Regions from separate parts of the Triticum aestivum genome. Here region 1 is linked to region 2. The links are chromatin contacts, called in public Hi-C maps. All regions are on one chromosome and are shown on one strand. Each heading gives the region's core, a stretch centred on a gene start, on an enhancer-like site or on the middle of the called end of the contact. The rest is flanking DNA. Distances are from core to core; before and after follow the strand shown. Region 1 holds the start of LOC123131814 (rhomboid-like protein 14, mitochondrial). Region 2 holds the start of LOC123131761.

Evidence for each region. Hi-C and Micro-C count contacts between places; a contact is called where the count stands out from the background.
Region 1: a Hi-C map of leaf shows a contact between it and region 2, with 5 times the contacts expected there. The contact joins the promoter of LOC123131814 here to the promoter of LOC123131761 in region 2. A contact is called at or near these places in 2 of 5 Hi-C or Micro-C datasets (both in leaf).

The regions. Positions count from the first base shown.
Region 1 is chr1B:462,085,727-462,091,879 of IWGSC CS RefSeq v2.1, reverse strand. LOC123131814 (rhomboid-like protein 14, mitochondrial) reads left to right here and starts at 4,632. Exons shown (of 2, transcript XM_044551500.1): 1 at 4,632-5,042. The coding sequence starts at 4,791.
Region 2 is chr1B:461,113,314-461,119,412 of IWGSC CS RefSeq v2.1, reverse strand. It overlaps LOC123131761, which reads right to left and starts at 3,981. Exons shown (of 1, transcript XM_044551441.1): 1 at 2,999-3,981. The coding sequence starts at 3,598. The coding sequence ends at 3,287. It overlaps LOC123131746 (DUF21 domain-containing protein At4g14240), which reads right to left. Exons shown (of 12, transcript XM_044551423.1): 11 at 5,732-5,959; 12 at 4,328-4,706. The coding sequence ends at 4,578.

The DNA of each region.
Region 1 (6,153 bases), core at 3,383-5,882, 970 kb before region 2:
CAAAACGGGTAATATAATAGCATGGAATAATAAAAAATTATAGATACGTTGGAGACGTATCAAAGATGGACATAGATCATTTCAGAAGAGAAGGAGAGGGGGATAGAAAGAAGCTTCTCCAGCTGTGCATACTCCTTGATGATGAAGATTAGTTTTTAAGTAGCTAGCACTTCATCTTATTAGTTGATGATGACCGAGTAACTAGAGTACTTGAGTGAGCAACTTTTGTGAAGTTTAATTAATATCAACTTATTGAGTTCATGAGCCTCTTTTTTAATGACTATCTATTAAGTAAGTACCTAATGTTGATGAGTATATTGTGTTCAGTAGTATCTATTAAGTAAGTAGCAATGTTGACGAGCAATTCTTTTTAAATACCAAAAAAGCATTTGCTGGCGTTGGACAAGTAGGGACGTCAGAGTTCTGATGAACTTAGTGCTGGCACTGGACTAGTTACACGCCAGCACGATGTACGTTACTGCTGACGTGTCAACCAACGCCACCACTATTTCTTAACAATGGCGCCATATTGGTGGAGTTGGGTGTCTGCGTCAGCAAGGCACTATTTGCCACGCCATAGCTAGGCTTTTTTCCACTTGTGTCTCGATGGGTGCATCTGGTTTGCCGTGGTCTGGATGGTCGGCTCCGGCAGTGTGTGGAGTCTGTGATGGCATGGTCATCTTTGGTTGGCTGTGGCACGACGGTGGAGGGCAGCAGAAGCACACTTGACATGTGAAGTGTATCAGGCAAGCCTTGTTTGTCCTCCTCTCGAGATCGGAGCGGCACATGTCCGCCTCTCTTCGGATATGCCTTCCCTCTCTGGTGTCGATGGGGTTGAAGAACATGGTTGTCGCGGACATGCCGATGCGGGTGCTCCTGTGTGGTTGTAGTGAAGCCAAAGTCACCGGGTCACGAGTGAGATGGATGATGTACGATGACACTGCAATGTGTTGTGATGTGCTTTGCTCAGTCATGTTTAGTTTCTCCGGAATTTTTGTCTCTGTACTAATAGGGCAAGTGTGTTTAATTCTTATCTTCTTAATTACAAAAGTAGTTTCACCTTTTATAACTGCTGCCACCATAAAGAAGTTGCAATGTTTTTGGTTCCATTCTACAATTATCCTTTGATCTGAGTTCCTATGATATTTGAAGTTTCTGCCTTGAGTGATGTGTAAGTTCAACAAAGCCTCTCTGAATTGATGTTGATCCTTGAAACACATCTTTAGACATAATTGCTCATGCGGTGCCTCCATTTTCTCATTGTACCATTTTCTAGGAGGCCTCTGCTTTGCCCTGCTCTTCCTTTTCTTTGGCAGCACAAATGACAATGGCTCAAAACCATCATCATCAGCCTCCTTCAACAATCCTTTCACTTCTTCATCAGATGAAGGTTTGAAATCAGGTTCCTCCTCTTGTACTACACTTGAATGTGTCCTTGTTGTAGGCCCTTTCCTAACTGGAAGCTTCTGTTTCTTCTTCTTCTTCTTCTTCTCTTCATGTACAATTACAGTTTCCTCATCCTGTGAAACAACTTTGTCGTCTTCATCCATTTGAAAAGGTTCCTCAACCTCTGTGTCACCCTCATAATGCACCACTTCTTCCTCCTCAGATTCTTCATCATCTGTTTCTTCCTCTTCTATTTCATCATACTCTCTCTGTTTCTTTCCCTCATCCATCTCTGTGTCATCAGCATCACCCATATAAAAAGGGTTTACATCACTGTCATCTTCACCTTCACAATCAAAACCACCACTGCCATCATATCCTTCTTCTTCTTCTATTTCCAAAACAGCTTTCAGTTTTCCTTTTACATTCTTGCTCTCTTGTGTGCAAACACCAGTACCATGAGCTACACTGTAGCTGCTACTCTGACTTTCAAAGGCAACTCCTTCTTGATCAACAACATAGATGGGTGGCTCACTGAGATCATATAACACAGGTTCTTCATACACAAGAGTGGATAGTTCTTGCCTCTCAAACTGGCTGCAAGGAGGTGGACATGCCCTCACTAGCAAATTTATAACCTTACACTCCTCAACCCCGCCTCTTTACTAATTGCAACTCAGCCTTACTCTCTACCATCTCCAATCCTTTCTCCCCTAAATCTGAATTCTCAATGTGAAACAGCAGATCATATTCACTAAATCCTTGGGTTTCCATCACTGCAATCATATTCAGATATGTTACATGTGAACTGCAGAGCTTCAGCTCAAACATTTCTGAAGCATCAAAATGGAACCTAACATCCAAAATGTCATCATACAAACTGCAAAATGAAATAAAAGACAAAAATGGTTAACAATAAACAATTTTACTTAACAGATAGGCTAACATATAAACAAAGCTTTGTTTAAGTTAACATATAAACAAAGCTTTGTTTAAGTTAACATATAAACAAATTAACATATAAACAAAGCTTTGTTTAAGTTAACATATAAACAAGTTAACATATAAACAAAGCTTTGTTTAAGTTAACATATAAACAAAGCTTTTATTTACCCTTACAATATGAATAAACTAAACAATTGCTACAAAATCAAACAATGTAAACAACTATCTCAATGCAACCCTAATTACAGAATGGGTAGTTAACTCACAGCAAACTGATGTTTTGTATTTTCAGATAAGTAGTTAACATAATTGTCCACTAATGGTGCTCTGCTCTAGTTAGGACTCATTTAATCCACTATGCTTCTCTGCTCTGCTCTGCTCTAGTTAGGTAACACCTAATGCTGCTCTGACAATTTGGACTAAGAAATAACAATGTAATCCACTAATGTTGCTCTCCTCTGCTCTAGTTAGGTAACACATAATGCTGCTCTGCTCTAGTTAGGACTCATGTAATCCACTATAATTCTCTGCTCTAGTTAGGACTAGCAATTAGAGTGCTAAACATGCAGGCAGTAAACCCTAACCCTAATCCCCAATTTCAGTTAGCAAGAATGGAACAGTGGAGCACTTACAGAACACCACTGAAGCCATGAGTCCAGTGATGGGCGGTGCAGTTTCGCAAACCCGACAGATGTACAATAGGCCACTACTAGGCGCCGGTGCGCCGGCCGAATTTCGGCCGGTCAGCGCGCACCCGTACGATTGCAGTTTCATCTGCCGTTGGATCTGGGCCTTTTTTTCCTTCCTCGTCTCGCACATCATGCCAGAACAAAAAAATAGAAATCTCCGGCGCACCCGGCCCGCTCGCGCAGCCCGCCATGGCCGCGCGTGCCGCTGATTCGAAGCACCGTCGGCTCGCCGTCCCCGCAGCACTGGTCCTTGCTGGATCTGGCAGGACACCATCGCTGCACCGAGCCGTCGCCATGTAGCAAAACAATTAACCGGTTGTCGCAAAAAATAACACCGATGCAGCAAAATTATGATGTCGGTTCTAGCAAAATCGGCCTCCAGTTGCATCCTTTCAGTGAAAGTTCATCGTTGTCGCCGTTTGTAGATGGGGTAGTAGCTAACAAAAACACCAGTTCCAACAAAAAAAACTGCTGGTTCGAGCAAAAAATGTATCCAGCAGAAAAAAAAACAAAAAAAGGGATGGTAGCAAAACTCAACTACACTGGTAGCAAAAAACAGAGACAGTGGTAGCAAAAAATAAAGACAGTGGTAGCAAATTTGGAGTGGTTCAGAGGTAAAAAAGATGCATCCGGCAAAAAAAGTCGAAAGACGGGGTAGTAGCAAAAACGGAGACGGTGGTAGCACAAATCAAAGACTCTCATAACAAAAAAATAGAGTGGTTCTAGTAGAAAGATGGATCCAGCAAAAAAACCAAAGATGGGTGCCAAAAATCAAAAAAAGGACGGTGGTAGCAAAAAAAACGATGGTAGCAAAAAAAACGATGGTAGCAAAAATTTGGCATGGTTGTAGCAAAAAAGCACTTCCAAAAATGTGGATCCTAGCAAAAAATGTTGCTGCTCCCAGCAAAAACAAAAGGCGGTTGTAACAAAAAATTGCCAATTGCAGCACCCGCCGAGGCCGATTCCAGCATCTCGTTTGCTCATGCAAGACGTAACTACCGGCCCATCACCCGATGGAGGACGGCGCACGCCGGAGCAGCGCAGAGCAGGTGGAGGCGGCTGCTCGCTAGAATAGAGCGGGGCAAGTGAGAGCCTTACGCTCGTCGGAGCAGCATGGGGCAAGGGATGGGGTTGTGCTCGTCGAGCAGCGCGGGAGGTGGTGGAGGTGGTCGCTCGCCGGAGCAGCCTGATCTGTGTTTGGTTTGTGATTTGGAGGAAAAGAAGATGTGTGGCGTTGACGGGAAGAAAGAGATAAAGGAGATACGAAAGCGGTTTGTGGGGCCCACTAGTGACGCGTGGGAGAGAAAGGTGCGAGGGGTGTGGGGACGACGCTGCGTACGCAGGCCATGTGGGCGAGGGACCGGCGTAACACGCAGCCGGTCGACCGGCTGCGAACGTTTCCCTGTACAATATGATCGAAATTAACTAAATTTTGCTAAACCGTAAAATATGATGGAAATTAACTAAACCGTTAAAGCATCAATCGAAACCTTACTATAGTTTATGAATTAACCTATTAAATAGGGCAACAAAACTATTCGCAAAATGATTGACAAGACGAGGCGAAACATTGCTCGGGAGTTATCTGGAAGTTTCGCGGCATACTTGCGACCGAAGAAAGAAACACATCTTCAGAAACAAAAGGAAACTAGAGATTTCGAGCGCGAGAGAGAAGAAAAAACAGGAAAGGAATTGGGGGCAGCGAGTTGCGTGCGCCCTGCCTCCTCGGTGCCAGTCAGTGTTCGGTTGGTGGTCCCCCAGTTCTAGGGGATGGGGGCGGGCATGAGCGGTGGCCGGCGGCGGGGCGCCGGCGGCGGCTGGGGCAGCGGCCCGTCCAGCGGGATGCTGCCGCTTCTGGCCCTGCAGGTGATTCTCGAGTACGGCCGCGCCGGCGCCAGTCGCCCGCCCGTGACGGCGGCGCTCATCGCCGCCAACGCGCTTGTGTACCTCCGCCCGGGCGCCCTCGACGCGTTCCTCCCGCCGCTCTCCCGCGTCGCCTTCAACCCGCATCTCATCATCCAGGTACGCACACTGTGGATTATGGCCGAGTCATGTTGCGCTGGTAGAAGAAATCGTATCGCACATGGAAAACCAACATTTGTTCTCTGTTCTAGACTAGGGCTACAGGATTGAGAAGTTTAGGAGCGCGATATGTTCCCAGTACTGATTGTGCTGTGTCGAACAGGATGCGGGGCTATTGGCGGTGGTTTCCGGTAGTATTTTGTGTAGGGTTTGTATTGTAAAAAGGGGGATGGAGTGGCGGAGCTAAGAACAGAGGGCAGGCTAGTGTGTGGGTGGGGGACTGGGTGCTACTAATAGATGAGATAAAGAAGAGCTGCAGCCCTAAGCATTGAAAGAACTAAATTGCACTTTTAGACGTAATTTACAAAATCACTGGTAAAAAGACCGTTCCAACTGAAACTAGTTAAAAGGAAAGAATCTCCTATGCAGCAACCTTAAGAACATGAATTTATAGAAAATAATACCCTTCCTGACACGATGGAGTTTGTGACCTCGATGTCTTCTGCAGCCGATTAGTGATGGGCTGATGGCAACTTAACAGGGATTGGACCTCTAATGGACCCCTTTAAAATGCCTAGGGTTAATTCTGCTGTTCTCCAGTAGCCGAGTGTAACTGGAAGATGCTGACAAGATGAAGAACCCTGGGTGCATTTTATTCTATGCCACCCTTAAGAGTATCTGAACCTTAAGGTGTTTACAAATGCACTAAACACTAGTTGGGTGTCACCCGTTCCTAATCACCGACCAGGCTAGCTGAGACAGGATAATTTTGCATCAAGGCCGAGGGGAAAGGGTGTCACCTGGCGCACCGTCTTAACTATGATATCCTATGATATATCCAGATCAAATATTCCTAAAGTGCAACTGAGCTGATGTCTCACCTTGGTCGGTAAGTTATAAGTCTGCGTTCTAGTCCTCCTGCTCTGTAGTCTGCTCTGCTTGCCTCTGTTTTCTACTTTTGGGTTGTTTTGCTTTCTTTCTTCTAATAGTCATTAGCCCCTAAAATGTAGAAATGGATGTGATCAGCATTTTAAATCAGTAGAAAAGTAATACTACCTTCTCTTATTTCAAGACAATATTCACAGCCGTTGGACATTTAGTGCCACATACG
Region 2 (6,099 bases), core at 2,732-5,231:
CCAAATTAGATGAAACCAACGCCTAAATCTTCGTATCGATCCCCTCTTTCTAGTAAACCAACTTGAACATGATTTTGACAATTTAAAATTTGAGTTTAGTTCAGTTTAGTATTCGATCTTGTTTCGTTTGTATCTTGAGTGTCGTAGCTCCGTTTGAGTTGATTCTTTTTATAAATTGTAGCTAATCACATATACCTACTATTAAGATCAAATCCACATGAAAATAATGTTGTTAGAGTTTGTTTTCTGTTTAGTTTAGCTTTTGCTTGTTTCGAGTTTTATTTGGATTTTTTGTCGATTTCTTTTTGTTTCGTTTGATTGATTGCTTATGTATGTTGTTGTTTTTCTAGATTTTTTGGAGTGCGAAGCTTGTTACTACAAATCTCTAGAGTTTTTCGATCGTCAGCAAGGCAAGTTACACTTTGATCATACTCTTTTATACCCAGTTTTTACTATGCATTAGTTTTGCCCCCCAAATATTTGCATGAGTAGGATTGGGAACATGTGGTTTGGTTGTAGTACTTGAGGTAGGAACCTATTACCTTTGATCACCCTGGGAATATACGTTATGCTCATTTATTGCTTAGTTGTGCTGGTAGACGGGGATTGGATCGTGATACACATGGAAGTTGTGAGGGCTAATAATTTTGGATAATATTAAGGTGGCAACTTTAATACACATCTGGGTGGATTGGTTGGGGCACCTGGAGAATCCAGTGCTATCCCGTTTGGGAAATCCCGGAGTACCCGTGTGATTCTTCCTTGGTTCGCCACCCAGGCTCAAAGGGATCATATGTTATTTCATGCCTAGAAACTTTTGTGTGCAGCCACAAGCCATTATGGGCTCTGGCATAGTTGAGTAAGTTGTATGAGCTCTTGAAGAGGTGGACTAGCAGATGTAGGGGAAAGTAGGTGTACCGGTCTACCCAGAGTAGAGAGTTAATGCTTCAGAAAGACTATGTCTCGATTTTCCAACCATGGATGCGGTCGAGTCTTGTGGGGAAAAGTGTGCAACCTCTGCAGAGTGTATAAACTAATCATGGTTAGCCGTGTCCCCAATTATGGACATCTTGAGTATCTAGAAGTGGATATTATTGTTGATCTCATCACTCTTTAATTAATGAATTGGGTTTAACGATGATACTTGTTTAATGATGGGATTTGAGTTGGAGGAACCTTCTCAAATATTGGTATAACTTGTAGTGAATAAAACTTATTCCTTTGTTGTAGGAAAAAATTAGCTTTATGCAAAACATTAACCCTAGAGCCTCCACCAGCCAAGCACGTAGATATAGTTTCTTGCATTCATTGCTTTACAGTGTAACTCTGCCAGCATATTCAATGTGTTGACCTACATGGCTGCAACGTCTCATGTTGCAGACTTCTCAGACGACGAACAAGGTGCGATAGGTCGTTGTCGTGCACTCAACTATGTCGTTGGAGTTGATGGACTCATTTACCTTCGAATCTTCCACAGTTATTTAGTTTAGATGGCCTTCAACCATTCTATTTTGTGTAATATATACTCTTTTGAGGACCTCGATGTAATAAGTGTGTGATTGAACTCTGTTATAATTTCTCGAGTACTGTGTGTGTCAGCATACCGTCCAGGGATGACACTTAAGCACAAAGACTTCGGTCCATTGGGATCGTGGTCGCTACATTAGTTACTTTTGTTACTTGTTACCCGTTATGAATTACCTTATCACAAAACTATCTGTTACCGATAATTTCAGTGCTTGCAGAGAATACCTTACTGAAAACCGCTTGTCATTTCCTTCTGCTCCTCGTTGGGTTCGACACTCTTACTTACCGAAAGGACTACGATAGATCCCCTATACTTGTGGGTCATCAAGACTCTTTTCTGACGCTGTTGCCGGGGAGTGAAGCGCCTTTGGTAAGTGGAATTTGGTAAGGAAACCTTTATATAGTGTGCTAAAATTTACTATCACTTGTTACTATGGAAAATAATCCTTTGAGGGGCTTGTTCAGGGTATCTTCACCCCGACAAGAAGTGCAAAGAGTTGCTCCTCAACCTACTGAACTTACTGAAAATATTTACTTTTGAAATTCCTTCGGGTATGATAGAGAAACTGCTAGCTAATCCCTATACAGGAGATGGAACATCACATCCCGATATGCACCTAATCTATGTGGATGAAGTTTGTGGATTATTTAAGCTTGCAGGTATGCCCGAGGATGTTGTCAAGAAGAAAATCTTCCCTTTATCTTTGAAGGGAAAGTCATTGACATGGTATAGGCTGTGTGATGATATTGGATCATGGAACTACAACCGATTGAAACTGGAATTTCATCAGAAGTTTTATCCTATGCATCTGGCTCATCGTGATCGAAATTATATATATAATTTTTGGCCTCGTGAAGGAGAAAGTATCGCTCAAGTTTGGGGGAGACTTAAGTCAATGTTATATTCATGCCCCAATCATGAGCTCTCAAGAGAAATTATTATTCAAAAAATTTATGCTTGGCTTTCTCATAAGGCTAGTCATAGTGGGAGTAACATAAGTAGTAACATAGATGCCACATAAGCAAAAAAGATGACGTGTCATGTAATTAAAGAGGAGAGAGACAAATAGAGTAACATAATATGTTACCATCACATAGCGGTTTCCAATACAAAATGAGTCTACAAAGCAATAAATGAAGATATGCATGTTACTACACCTATAACACTTACCACTATGAAGGTGGTAACATGGACTAGTAACATATGTATCTTACTAGTCTAAGTTACTCCTCACTATGACTAGCCTAATGATCGTTCTATACTCAATATTTCTTGTACTCATTCTTTTATGATGAAGACTATTCAATTCAAATGAGATTTATTTGAAATAATTAAATGCAACTCTGAAGATTGGGAACTTGGCGAAGGTAAGGAGTCAGGTATAACCCATAAGTTTGATTGTGTAAATAAGTTCGCGGACGGCTGTGGAAGAAAATTTGCGGGTTGCCGTTGAAGATGCCCTAATAACCATAGATAACAAAGATATCATTTTTGTCAAAAAAAAAAAGCAAAGATGTTTACAAGAGGCCCCCGCCTATAACAAGTGAAAGATTAGGTCAGCAGTGCACCCACCAAAACTCACACGCTAATCTACTCCCACCTGTCTGGCTGTCCTCCAAAGATTAAACTCAGCCAGGATATTACAAACAGGCTAAATTGCAACTTTCCCAGCTTTATCGTCGATATCTTGTTCAGTGAGGTTGGCTACCCCAGAATCCACGAACTGCTCTAAAACATCAGTTGAGGACGACGCAATCACTACGACGACGATTCCACGAAACAAACACAACCAGTGTCGGACTCGGCATCAGATGCCTCCCGTCCGACGACCATGCCTCCGCCACCGGCCGCCGCGCGGCCGTCCCGTCTCTTCCTGGCCCCCAACCAGCGCCGCCGCCGCCGAGCCTCCACCTCCAAGGCGCGCTGCTTCCGGCCCCGCTGCTGCAGGACCTTGCCGCACGAGTCGCAGGAGACGAACTCGCCCTCCATCCTGACGCGGCGGAGGCCGCCGCAGTGGCCGCACGCCATGAGGGCGCCCGTGGCCGCCACGTACCGCCCAGACATCGTCATCTCTGCTCCGCACAGAGGCGCGCGCGTCGGGGGCGCCGCTGGTTTGGGGGTCGACCGGCCGGGTTCGTCAGCGCATCCTTGTGCTCGATTGCTCGGCTCCCGTTTCGTGGATTATGGTAGCGTATATGTAAGGCGAGGCCCGGAACCGAGTCGGATCGGAAACCCGACGCGCTTTAGTTGCAGGTATCTTGGCAGCCAAGTTCATTCTTTTCTTAGAAAGACCAGAGTGGAAGGAAGGATCGAGATATAGGAAGAGTAGAGCACACGTAACCTATGCAGCGTAGGAAGACAAACGTTGTTTTATCCGGAAAGGGGTGGTGGAAGCCTTGGCATACGCAAGGCCATGTCGGTCTGGACTTCACTTCCACTCGGACCGCTCGTATTTTCCAGCAAGCATGAAAATCGCACGCAATATTTTCTCCAGTACAACGTCTCAACCCCACATTTTCTTTAACACAATACAGATGCAAACGCTTATAAATATGCGCATACATTCACCCATATGAACGCGCGCACACACACACACACTATGAGCACCTCCAAGACACTAAGCCGGCATATCATCTTAAGATTTACGGAACAAACTCCATTTAAAAAAAAACTGATGCTAACAAAATGTTGTAAAATGCTCGTACATGAGCCGGGATTTTGTTGACTACACCAATAGTCAATTTGAAGTCAGGCACAGCGTGTAGGCATTCCACCTTATAATATTCCACGTGCTCGACATTCAGAAAGTCTGCGGGACCATCTAATTTATCATTTGCACTAGTTCCAAGTCTACGATTCCCAAATGTCAGTAGTTGCTACCGTCCCAGTGATGAAACTCAACGCTGACATAGTGACATTCATGACAAGGTTCAAATTGCTACTGTTGAAATTTACAGCGAGCAAACTCGTATTTACTCTCACTGGATATAGCAACATCACAACATGCTTCCATGCGCCCCGTCGCTCTATTTATGCGATACATCTACAATTACCTCCTATTTTCCAGCAGAGGTTCGACAAGGTTCACCTGCTTTGATGGGTTTGAATCACCTTCAGTAGCAGGCTTTTTCAAAATTCCAGCAGGCTGTCCAGCCTGCCCTTGCCGGCTCTGTGCTCCCTGCAATGAAAGCTAATTTAACATCTTTTGGCCTTCGCAGAAGATGGATCATCGGAATAGCAATTATAGAGAGAAGGAATAGGGTGAGACACCATCATGTAACTGTGAACTGTGATTCATGAGTTAAATGTCAGTAGGAACCTTTCCTACTGTCTTTGAAGGTTCAAAAAAAAAATATAGCAATTATCATAGAAGCAAGACTAAAGGTTATATTATTTTTTATAAAGATAAGACTAAATTGCAGTCTATTTAGCAAAGAATGTGTTTTATGCGCAACAATATAAGTTCGAGTAAGACTGACTTCTACAGATTTTGGCAACTCCAACTTAACAGTTCATATATCACAAAGGCTTACGAAATAACTTTCACCAAACATTCAGTGTAACCAGGAAAAGAATGCCCAACGAGCATATGGGTAAAGAATTGAAGAAGATTAACATTGCCAACAGAAATTTATATTAAATTTAACTTTGTATGCTATAATTTGCTTTTGGAAGATGCAGCATTTTGTAGAGGTAGACTCCTAAAGAATCGCCACAACTCAGATGCTAGCTAGAAGCCTATAGAAAACTGAACTCGAAAGTGAAAACAACGAAAACACAAAGGATCCACTTTGGGCATTGAACTTCGCCTCAACTCCACCTTTGGTCCTAAACTTATCAACCGTCTGAAACAGACCTTAAAAACCAAAACTGTCTGCTTTAGCCCCTTGACCAATTCTGAGGCCATTTAGAATGGGGATGGTGCATATTGTACAAAAAAAGATGATCAAAAACTGAACAAGAAGACCAAGATTATAGTCATCTCTTGTTTCATAAGTATACCGTTTTAGTACTTCTGTTGTTGAAGTGCACATATAATCATATTTCAACCAGTTTCCTACACGTAATAATATTTTACCATGTACTAGTATCAGGATTTGTTCAAAGGCACATGTACTCATATATAAATGAGAGTAGATGGAGAAGGGAGGAGAGGACTCCCACCAACACTTCCGCACATGGTAAGTAAAAAATGGCACTTACGGAAGCCTTTTGAGCAGTTAATCTTCTAACTGATGGAGCCCTTGCAACTGATGACGCGGCAGCAGCAGCAGCTACCCGGATCCTGTAAGGAATATAATTCATTTTTGTGCATATAATATACTCAGCAGAAGTTGAAGAATGCAGCTTGTAGCAAGCAGTTCCTTTAAAGATGAGACAATACCTTTTATGAACATCAACATATTCATCGGTTTCATCCACTATCTCTTCCTGCAAAATCAGAAAACTCAAAACGGTGAGAGATTAAAAAGATGTTTGAATCAAAATTACGAACTGCATGAATGCCTCCAATTGGGATGATTATCGTCTTAGAATAGATTTCAAATAACAAATGCTAGGATTTTTTTGCT